Regions from separate parts of the Mus musculus genome. Here region 1 is linked to region 2. The links are chromatin contacts, called in public promoter capture Hi-C maps. All regions are on one chromosome and are shown on one strand. The core of a region is the stretch at or near the end of the contact, and the rest is flanking DNA. Distances in the headings are between cores, read along the strand shown. Region 1 holds the start of Ephx3 (epoxide hydrolase 3). Region 2 overlaps Pknox1 (Pbx/knotted 1 homeobox).

Region 1 (5,423 bases), core at 1,575-4,074, 580 kb before region 2:
ATTTGTCCTAAAATCCCTGCCAGGGAGATCCATGTGTCCTCCTAGTCCCGTCCTCTTAACCTAACCTCTCTGGGTCTACAGATTGTAGATTATCATTTATTTAATTATTTAGTATCTACATATAGGTGAATCCATTATCATTTACTTAATAGCCACATATAAGTGAATACATATCATTTTTATCTTTGTAGGTCTGGGATACCTCAGGATTATTTTTTCCTAGTTTCACTAATTTGCCTGCAAATTTCATGGTGTCACTTTTTTAAACAGCTGAGTAAACTCAAGGATTTACTTATTTTATGTATATGAGTACAATTATAGCTGTCTTCAGATACACCAGAAGAAGGTGTCAGATCCCATTACAGATGGTTGTGAGTCATCATGTGGTTGGTGGGAATTAAACTCAGGACCTCTGGAAGAACAGTTGGTGCTCTTAATTTTTAATTTCTCTCCAGCCCTCAGTGATTTTTTTTAATTTATTTATTATATGTAAGTACACTGTAGCTGTCTTCAGACACTCCAGAAGAGGGAGTCAGATCTTGTTACAGATGGTTGTGAGCCACCATGTGGTTGCTGGGATTTGAACTCCGGACCTTCAGAAGAGCAGTCGGGTGCTCTTACCCACTGAGCCATCTCACCAGCCCCGATTTTTTTTAAGGCTAAATTAGGTGAAGCTCCCTGCTGAAGTGCTTATCCTGCATGAGGAAGGCTCTAAGCTCAGTCACTAGTACTGGAGAAAGAGAAGCAGCTACAGAAGTGTATCTCTCTATACCACTCTGCTCCTTTAAAAGTGATGGTTACTGGGGCTAGCAAGATGGCTCAGCGGGTAAGAGCACTGACTGCTCTTCCAAAGGTCCTGAGTTCAAATCCCAGCAACCACATGGTGGCTCACAACCATCTGTAATGAGATCTGACGCCCTCTTCTGGAGTGTCTGAAGACAGCTACAGTGTACTTACATATAATAAATAAATAAATCCTAAAAAAATAAAGTGATGATTGCTGAAATGATGACTGTTGTCCTGGACACAATGTAATGGACCTTAATGATCACATTAATTTTGAAATATACCCCAGGCCAAGATAAAATAGCAAAACAGACACTTAAATGAAGTTACTCACAGTATTGATTTTATTGCTACTTCTGTAAATATGACAGGCTGCTGTAACTTTAGGTCCAGATATGACAGGGCATTATGTTATCATTGTTCCTGATTTAAAGAGTCTGTGACTGTTCTCTTAATGTGTCTAAAGTCTAAAATGTTTTTAAAATGAAATTTCTTCTGGAATTTCATCAAGTTGAGCTCTTTACAACAGAAAGGACTGTTCTTCAAATACATACTTTTAAAGATGAAAAAGAAAGGAAGTGTATCTCTCTAAATACCTAATATTCCTCTAGATATCTAAGTAACCAGCAGAAGAGATTCTGAAAGCTTGCCAGTAGCCTTGGTGTTGGATGAAGCACAGATGGCTATGTCTACGTTGTTTTGCTGCTAAGCCAGATGTATGACTTCAGGCAAAATGACCTCACCCCCAAATTTCAGGTTCATAATCTGTACTGTGAGGATATGATAATGCAGGGCTACTCTAGGGTTAAATAATGGGTGTCCCTAAAATAGTCTAAGATCTTGGGAAAGGTTGCAAGAGAAGCAGACTCATTACTGAGACACAATTCTTGCTTGACACCATGCCCCGTCATGCTAGGCACTGCCCTATTTCCTCTTTCAACCAGAGCCTCCGTAATCCAATATGCCCAGGCCAACTCCAGGTTTCAAATCCAGCCTGTTCTCTAGGAGGCAGGGTCTGCCCTTGGCTGTCATCTGAGCTTGGCCTTCAACTCTGGCAATTTAGCACTTAAGCCCCACCTGTCCTTAGAAACCAGTGCCCGCTGGATGATGGACCCCCTAAGCCAACGGGACGAGAGGACAAAGAAGGGTTGGAACCAGGACAATGGGTCTCATTCAGGGCAGGGTCTTCTAGGTCAAGCCCTCCAGCTTGGAAGGCAAACGGTGAGACTCCTACTGCCCACACCTACCTACAATTCCCAGCTATGTAACGTTATTTGCTCTTCCACTTCTGGGTTTGTTAAACTCTCACTTTCACGTTAGTTTCTTGCCCCTTTCCAGCTCCAGAACAGACTCGTTCTTGGGTCTAGATTCTACCCAAGCCAACAAACCTATCCTCAGTCTTTCTCATCCAAATACAGACTCCACCTAATTCCCCTTCCTCCTTCATAAGCCACACCCCTTAACCTCTACCTTAGATATGCCTCGCTCCTTTGATCAAAGCTCCACCCATCTCAGAGTTCCAAGCTCCACCCATCTCAGAGTTCCTCCCTTCCTTCGTCCTGGATTCAACTCTCCTTCCTTAGAGCTTTGCCAGTGGCTTTTTTTTTTTTTTGGGGGGGGGGGGTTGTAGCTCTGGCTAGTCTAGAACTTTAGATATAAATCATCTGCCCTTGAACTCAGAGATCCATTTGCCTCGGCCTCTTGAGTGCTGAGATTAAAGCATAGAGGGGTGCATGTGCTGCAGTATATGTGTGAACAGTTGAGAGTCAGTCCTCTCCTTCCACTTGTGGTTCCCTGGGATCAAAGTTAGATGGGCAGGTGTGCTGCCAAGTGCTCTTACCTGCCGAGCCTTTTCTAGGTCCTGAACACTGCCACCTGCTACAGAAATTTTAATTCTCTGTTCCTGTTTAAACTCCATCCAGCATGTCCTAGGGCTCCGCCCACGGTCCCTCTTTCCGCAACCTCCGAAACCAGGTCCTCGCAGGCTCCACCCCCAACCCCCTCATCCTTAAGTGTCTCGTTCTGCCCAGGTACTTTAGCTGCCACTTTAGAGTGAGTCATGAGAGGTGGCAGTATCTGTCCGAGCCGCGCATCTGTTTCCTCGACCGGTCCAGTGGACTCCGATAGCACGGTGGAATCCCAAAACAAAGGTGGTGGGCTGCTGGCGCCAGCACCCCTGGCTCAGTCTCCCGACCACGGCGGCTCTGTAGTCGTCCCAGAGCGCAAGGATATGCCGGAGTTTGTGGTGACAGCGCTACTCGCACCCTCACGCCTCTCGCTGAAGCTGCTGCGAGCGCTGGTGATGAGCCTGGTGTACTTGGCTGCCTTGGTGGCCGCGTTTGTCTACAGCTGCATCGCGCTCACCCATGTGATGTGCCGTCCTCGCAGGGGCTGCTGCGGCCGCCAGAGGTTGTCTCCCCCAGAGTGCCTGAGAGACCCCACGCTGGGCGAGCATTGCTTTCTAACCCTCAGGGTGAGTGTTCCTCCCGTGAAGGTAGGTTTCAGGGGGCGGATGCGGATTGAAGAAAGGAGGTTGAAATGTCGGATCTGGAACATCCTTGGGTGTTCAAGTCTCGGGAGGAAGCTCCCATATTTCCTTACCCTTCAGCTCTTACTTAGATTGGGTCCTTCTGCAGAGTTCCGGCCTGCGTCTGCACTATGTCTCTGCTGGTCATGGCAATGGGCCACTCATGCTATTTCTGCATGGCTTCCCAGAGAACTGGTATGTCTGGGCCCCTGGATCCTGATGCTCACTGGACTAGGGAAAGGTAGAGTTCTGACTATGAGGTACTTGGGAAATGGGAACCGGTAGGGTTGAGTAATCCTGGGATTCCACTATTTCCTTCCTAAGAAGTCCAGAGCAGAAAGGTGGGATGGCCCAAAGCTGGGTATAGGAGGTGCATTCTGCTGACTAAACTCCCAACTCCCTTACCCAACAGGTTCAGCTGGCGCTACCAGCTGCGAGAGTTTCAGAGCCATTTCCATGTCGTGGCTGTAGACATGCGTGGTTATAGTCCCTCTGATGCTCCAAAGGAAGTGGATTGTTACACCATTGACTTGTTGTTGGATGACATCAAGGATACCATCCTAGGCCTGGGTATGACTCATCTTCTCATTTTTGCTCCTTTTGGGACCTACTCCTACACGTCTACCTCATCCCTACTGTATCTTATACCATTGTGTCTCTCTCTTCCCACCACCAGGGTACTCCAAGTGCATCCTCGTGAGCCACGACTGGGGGGCCTCCCTTGCCTGGGAGTTCTCCATCTACTACCCATCCCTAGTGGAGCGTATGGTTGTGGCCAATGGTCCTCCCATGTCAGTGATCCAAGGTGTGTTGGACTATGCCTAAAGCCCGTGTATTCACCTGTGACCTGGCACGGGGATCCAGATAAATGCTAGTACACTTAGGAGTAATGTAAATTGTCTTGAGCACTTTCAGGTTGGAGGTGATGGAGTATAGTTAAGTGGTTGCACATTTGTTTACTATATTAGCGGGAAAAGGTGTGCTCTCCAGCATTGAGAGAGAGAGAGAGAGAGAGAGAGAGAGAGAGAGAGAGAGAGAGAGGGAGAGGGAGAGAGAGAGAGAGAGAGAGAGAGAGAGAGAGAGAGAGAGGGAGAGGGAGAGAGAGAGAGAGAGGGGAAGGAGGGAAAAGCCTGGGTCAGGAGTGTTTCTGATTTTTGCATTTTCTTTTATTTTTAGAGTGTTTACACACATCATCAGATCATCTTGTTGCTAGAGCCTAGCTCTGAGCATGACATTAATTTATGCTTCCTATATACTTCCTGTACCTAGACTTGAGTAGACTGAAAGAAATTCATACAATAATCTTAGTGACTTTGTACGTGAAGGAAAGTTCGTGGAGCTGACTATACTAGCATATACCTACTACTATCAGCACTTGAGGGGCAGGGGCTGGAGGGATGACTCAACAGAGGAGGGCACTTGTTATTCAAAGAACCCAAGTTGGATTCCCAGTGTCCAGATGGTATCCCACTGTACTCCAGTTCCAAGGCTCTAAATGTCCTAAACTGACCTCTGTGGATACCAGGCACACATGTGGTACAAATACATACATGTAAATAATAACAAACATTAATAAAAACAATTAAGTCTAAAAAGAAGCCAGATACATGCCTTTAAACTTGAGAGGCAGAGGCAGGTGGATTTCCATGAGTTTTCCATAGTGAGACCCTGCTTCAATAAAACTGAACCAAAACCAAACGAAAACATGAATTAAGTCTAAAAATAAGTAAATAGATAAATGCTTAGGAAGCTGAGGCAGGAGGATCGTGAGTTAGAGAGCAGCCTGGGCTATGTTGTTTCCTGTCTGAAACAAACATCACACACACGCGCGCCCACACAGACACATAACTGTACATTGAACCATTAGATGTCAGTCAGCTGGTGTATAGCTGGCATATACTTTGGATTCCAGCACTTGGGAGGCAGAGGCAGATGGATCTCTGTGAATTCAAGGCCAGTCTGGTGTATATGGTGAGTTCCAAGTTAGCCAAGGCAATACAGTGTCTCCAAAAAAAAATAAAACCACTCAGATTTTGGGGCATTTAAATTTTTTTGGATGAGGGTGGTCAACCTGTGCCTGCCAGTCGCCTATAATAGACTTGCATACAAA
Region 2 (5,121 bases), core at 1,652-4,151:
TTAGATAAATAAATAGATCTTTGGGCGGGAGCAAACAGGGCCAGAGCAAACAGAGGTCCTGAATTTAATTCCCAGCAACCACATGAAGGCTTACAACCATCTGTACAGCTACAGTGTACTCATATACATAAAATAAAGAAATAAATCTTTAAAAAAATTAAAACCTGTGTAAGTATAAAGGGATGAAAGGATTCACTTGTCACCATTGCCATTTTTTACATGGCCAAGTGTGGCTTAGACAAGGGAACACAGAATGGCAACCCTGGTATAGATAATGCCACAAACTGCTGCTTGCCTATCAAACAGCCTATCAAGTACTTACCAGATGATTCCTTGAGCTCAGGTCACTCCAGACCTCCAGAACATCAGGAGGCCAGACAGGAAAAGACAGGGAGGGAAGAGTATAACTGAGTCCCATACCTTAGCACAACTGACTTCATGATGGAAGTAGCATTCCGGCCATACATAAAAGCCAGCATGTAGACAGGACCAAAATGAAAACACAGTTCTAATCCATCAAAGTCCTGGGAAAGTCTCCAAATGTACTAACCTTGCCACACCACCTCCAGTAGGATCTGTGTGACAAGCTCCACAGACTAAGGCGATTGATTGAAAAAGGGGGAGGCCTCCTGGAACCGGTTGTGGAACTCTTTGCTAGAAAAATATATTGAGCCATAGTTCTCATGGCAATCTATCTGTTTTGTTTTCTCTTATCCCTTTTCTTATTTACATGTTCCTGGTAGCCTGGGCCAAGATCTTAAGCGAGAATAATGGATAAGAAACCATCCCTAGAGATGGGGCCACTAACATGACCTTGTCCCCAGGGAAACCAACACTTTGCTTTCTAAATCATTTATAAAACTATTATGATAAAAACTTTCCCAACAATAAAATTTCATATGGCTACATGTGTGTCATTGGAAGTGGATTTTGGTATATAGTAAAGAAAGCCTTGATTAGAAAGAATTAGCCGGGTGTGGTGGCGCACACCTTTAATTCCAGCACTCTGGAGGCAGAGGCAGGCGGATTTCTGAGTTCGAGGCCAGCCTGGTCTTACAAAGTGAGTTCCAGGATAGCCAGGGCTACACAGAGAAACCCTGCCTTGAAAAACAAAAACAACAAAAAAGAAAGAATTAAAATAGTTTAAATTTATACATTGAAGATTTATTAAAAAAAAAAAATCAGGCACTAGATGTTAAATAATAACTGACCATGGGGCTGGAGAGTTAGTTCAGCGGTTAAGAGCACTGACCGTTAGAGATTTATTAACCTGCTTTTGGAATATGCTACTAGCCTTGGATGACAACCCCCACTGAATACATCCTTCTAGAATTGTTCTATTTTGATGATTTATAACGATGTTACCTGTTCTGTTTGTGATTCACTGAATACATAGTTTTAGAGTTGTAATGCTTGGATGATTTTTGTGCTTTACCCTGCCAAATGATTTTTGTTGGTATTTGGGTTTTTTTGTTTGTTTGTTTTGGTTTTGGTTTTTTCGAGACAGGGTTTTCTGTGTAGCCCTGGCTGTCCTGGAACTCACTTTGTAGATCAGGCTGGCCTCGAACTCAGAAATCCGCCTGTCTCTGCCTCCCAAGTGCTGGGATTGAAGGTGTGCACTACCGCCGCCCGGCTTTTGTTGGTATTTGTGATTGTCTCACTGGCTATAGCTTCTAAGAGATGTAACATTTGGTTTTTTAATGTATAAAATCCCCTGCTTGAGAGCTGCAGAATACACTCAGATTCCATCTGCCTCTGTGTTTGTTTCTGTTTGTCACCGCTGAATCCTTACCCATCCAGCTTCAAGGACCTTCATTCCAGGGACCCCCATACCCGACTGGGCACAGTCCCATGTGCCCAGGCTGTTTTTGAAACTGCAATTCCACTGCCTCAGCACCCTAGATACTGGGATTATCAGCATGAGCCACTATATCTGGCAACATTTAGGTCTGAAAAAGGGGGTGGGGCTCATAGGACACAGCAAAGACTAGAGTTCTAACTGTACAAAGACATATAACTATGACACCAGGGCTTCCTCTGAGTTCATAGAAAGGCTTGTGGGCTAAGCACTGTATAAATCAACAAAATGCAAATCCCTAAGCTTTAATCTGAACATGTCACCTACCTGTGGTGTCTGCTAGGCCACCGTTGCTCTGCTTGTTTCTGTCTAAATAGGCGTGTTGGGTCTTGTTAGCCACAGACATCATTTTCAAGCTTGGTGAAACCTGTAAGCCAGACTTTCCCTTCTCACAAAGGAAACCCTTGAGAGCCTGGTACTGGTGGCCCAAGGTCTTATCTATCCACCTTGGACAGCAGAGTTCAAGGACACATATCTCCACCTTCTGAAAGTCAAATGCTTCCAGCCATTGGCCACCCAAAGTCAATTTCAGATGTTCTTTTGAGACATGGTCTGTCCTGTCTCAGACTTAGGAAGCAGTCGACTTTGAGCTTGGACTTCTGCTTTTCTGACCCTCTACTCCCAATTGCCCGGATTATGGGGTGCTGGCCACTGAACCCAGGGTTCTGTGCATGCCAGGCAAGCGCTATACCAACTGAGAGCATCACCCCTGGCCCTTAGATACACTTCTGAAGGAAAACAGCCTGTTGGTCCACGGTTCCAAGCACAAACTGGGGACCTGCAACACCTCCTGCACGTGTCCAGGGGCACCTTGCAAGGGGTTTTACAGTGTGGGACCAGCAAAGGTGACAGGTCTGGACCCATCAATCATTCTCTTGTTAGGCCAAAATAATCCAGTGTATGAAATGTTACGATGAAAAATCTGCTTTGCAGTTTTTTTTTTCCTTGAGAAAATGTCAACTAATTGAAGCCAAACAGCTAGGGTAGCCTCAACTCCCCACCCTGGTGTCACTGCAAGGTGTGTGGCAATCTTGAGGATCTTGCCTAGGAGTGACAAAGTCCACTTTGGTGGCACAAGCTTTACAGAATCAATCGTCCACAAGGCATGTTTCTGGTTTTAATTTTTTTTTTCTTTGATAAATCAATTGCTTCACAAAAATCCTTTTAAAGACAACAATCCAAGAAAACATATTGTTACAGTATTCACATTTTAAAGATTGTCAGTTTCAAAGACCGAACTTAACTGAAGAAGGCAGCCTGCTGTGTTCCAGTCACAACCTGCGGGAGGGGCCTCTGGGATGGGCATTTCCCTGCCAGCCATGGGGGAGGAGCAAGTCTCCCGCTGCCCCCACAGGTGCACTGGCCACCCAGCAGGCTACACAGTGGCCCGTCAGCCCTAGCCGCAAGGGTCACAGTGCATATTGCATATACACTTCTATTTGACAATCTGGAATCAAGAAAGCAGAAAACCTGAGCCCACCGGAGGAGTGGGTCAGCCAGTCTAGATTTCTGCTAGACAGCCAAACAGCAGGAATGACACGAGTTGACTGTAGGTCTCAGAACACATTCAAAAGGCTCCAATGTTTGGGAGTCTGACCATTTAAACAAAGCTCAAAGGTTTTCTGCACTGGCCAAGGAAAGGCGAGCAGGAGTTTTGCTCGATTTTTTTTTTTTTTTTTTGAAACTGGGTTTCACTACACACCAGAGGCCAACTCGACCTTGCAGCAATCCTCCTGCTTCAGCCTCCTAAGTGCTTGTTTACAGGAATATGCCATTGTGCCCAGCAAGCAGGTGTCTCAAAGGTGCAACTGGCAGACACCAAATCTGCTGGGCAGGGACTCTATGAACCAGCATGGCTCGCCTCATGGGGAGCACTTAAAAGCATCTCTGTGCACGGGGAGGTGAAAGGATATGACCCTGTGCCAGCTCTTTTACTAGCTTTTTTTTTTTAAGACAGGGTCAAGTAGCCCAGGCTTGCCTCCTGTCTCAGGTTCCTGAGTGTTGGGATTACAGGAGTGTGTCACCGTGCCTGGGGTTCTCTTACGATCTTCATGATATTCCTTTGATTTAGCAGGCTAGAGTTCTGTGCTTAGGAAAGATGATTTCAACTGGAAAGGACACGGTAGAGCATGGTGTTCGAATCCCAGCTAGAGCGCCACCAGCTGGTGCAGCAGGGGCTGTGCTTCCATTTTGGGGACTGGCAGAGCTCTGCAGGGCTCACAAGAGAGATGTACTTCTGCTCTAAACCTAATAGAGCCAGCTGATCGTGCAGGCTTTTGTATGCCGGACTTAAACTGTTAAAACAGTTTGTAAATAGGTAAGGGAAAGACTGCTTGAAATAGTATTCTCTCCTCAAAGGAGTTGCTGGCAAGTTCTGGGGGTTTTATTTTGCTGTCTTGGACGCACCTTAAGTGGTTCAAACGGAGCCCCCATTCTTTTTGCTGACTACTTGGCTGTTCAGGTGTGCTCAATGGCTGAAGAGAATCAAGACATTTGGGGTGATGGTGAACTATTCCTGAATTAGCTAAAGAGGTAACCGTGGGGTAACCGTGGGGCCCAAGGCAGGGACCCCTAGACAGCTGTTCCCTATCTGCAGGTGGCCTAGGTACCACTGTGAAGACAGATGCCTGTTTCCTAAGAAAAAGCTTCCCAAGTAGACCCAAACAAACCAAACCAAATCTCAGCCTTGACACTCAGAAATGAGGTCCTCAAACTGTCCTGAGTCTGTAGTGGTAACAGAGAGGGGGAGGAGCCTGGAGAGTGAGTGACAGTGAGAGCCACCAGTGGGCCCCACCGCCACGTTACAGCCATGGTTCTAACTTCTAGGTGTCTGCCAGTAAGAAAGACAGTTTAGGTGTTTGCTGTTTACACCAGCTCTGAGCCAGTGGGGCAGAACACACTTTATATTAGTTTATAATAAACATTCTCTATATAACAGGTTTTAACTAAAAAAAAAAAATCTAAAATTACCACCCAGTTAACATAGCCAGGCAGCCATGGAACTGCAGTCAGACTAGGCGTGGCAGAGCCCTCACTTACCGTACGTCCTACTGAGTACACTGTGTAAGATGCTCTAGCGAGTGTAAAATGTAGCAGTCTGCATCACACATGAGCAGAAACTGGAGATGTCAAAAGCTCACTTGACAGTTGTTTCCTTTTAGCAGCTGAGGCGAGCCCTCTCCTCCCCAGAGAGCAGGAGACCATGAGCAGGTGGCCGCCTTTCAGAACATTCCGAATCGAAAGACAAGCATGTGCTGTTGCTT

What was found. Promoter capture Hi-C pulls out the DNA fragments that hold promoters and counts their contacts.
Region 1: a contact with region 2 is called in a promoter capture Hi-C map of liver, with 2.3 times the contacts expected there. The contact joins the promoter of Ephx3 here to the enhancer-like site in region 2. A contact is called at or near these places in 2 of 39 promoter capture datasets (liver and pre-B cells).

The regions. Positions count from the first base shown.
Region 1 is chr17:32,186,871-32,192,293 of GRCm38.p6, reverse strand. Ephx3 (epoxide hydrolase 3) reads left to right here and starts at 2,824. Exons shown (of 7, transcript NM_001347341.2): 1 at 2,824-3,259; 2 at 3,423-3,508; 3 at 3,726-3,883; 4 at 3,990-4,118. The coding sequence starts at 2,846.
Region 2 is chr17:31,605,526-31,610,646 of GRCm38.p6, reverse strand. It overlaps Pknox1 (Pbx/knotted 1 homeobox), which reads right to left. Exons shown (of 11, transcript NM_016670.3): 11 at 2,954-5,121. Among named protein-coding and RNA genes, the nearest start is that of Cbs, 29 kb to the left of the region's middle. Within about 2 kb of position 2,901, at least 4 of the 459 cell types and tissues checked have an H3K27ac peak or open chromatin away from gene starts, as enhancers often do. A contact at or near this core is called in liver, where this site is marked.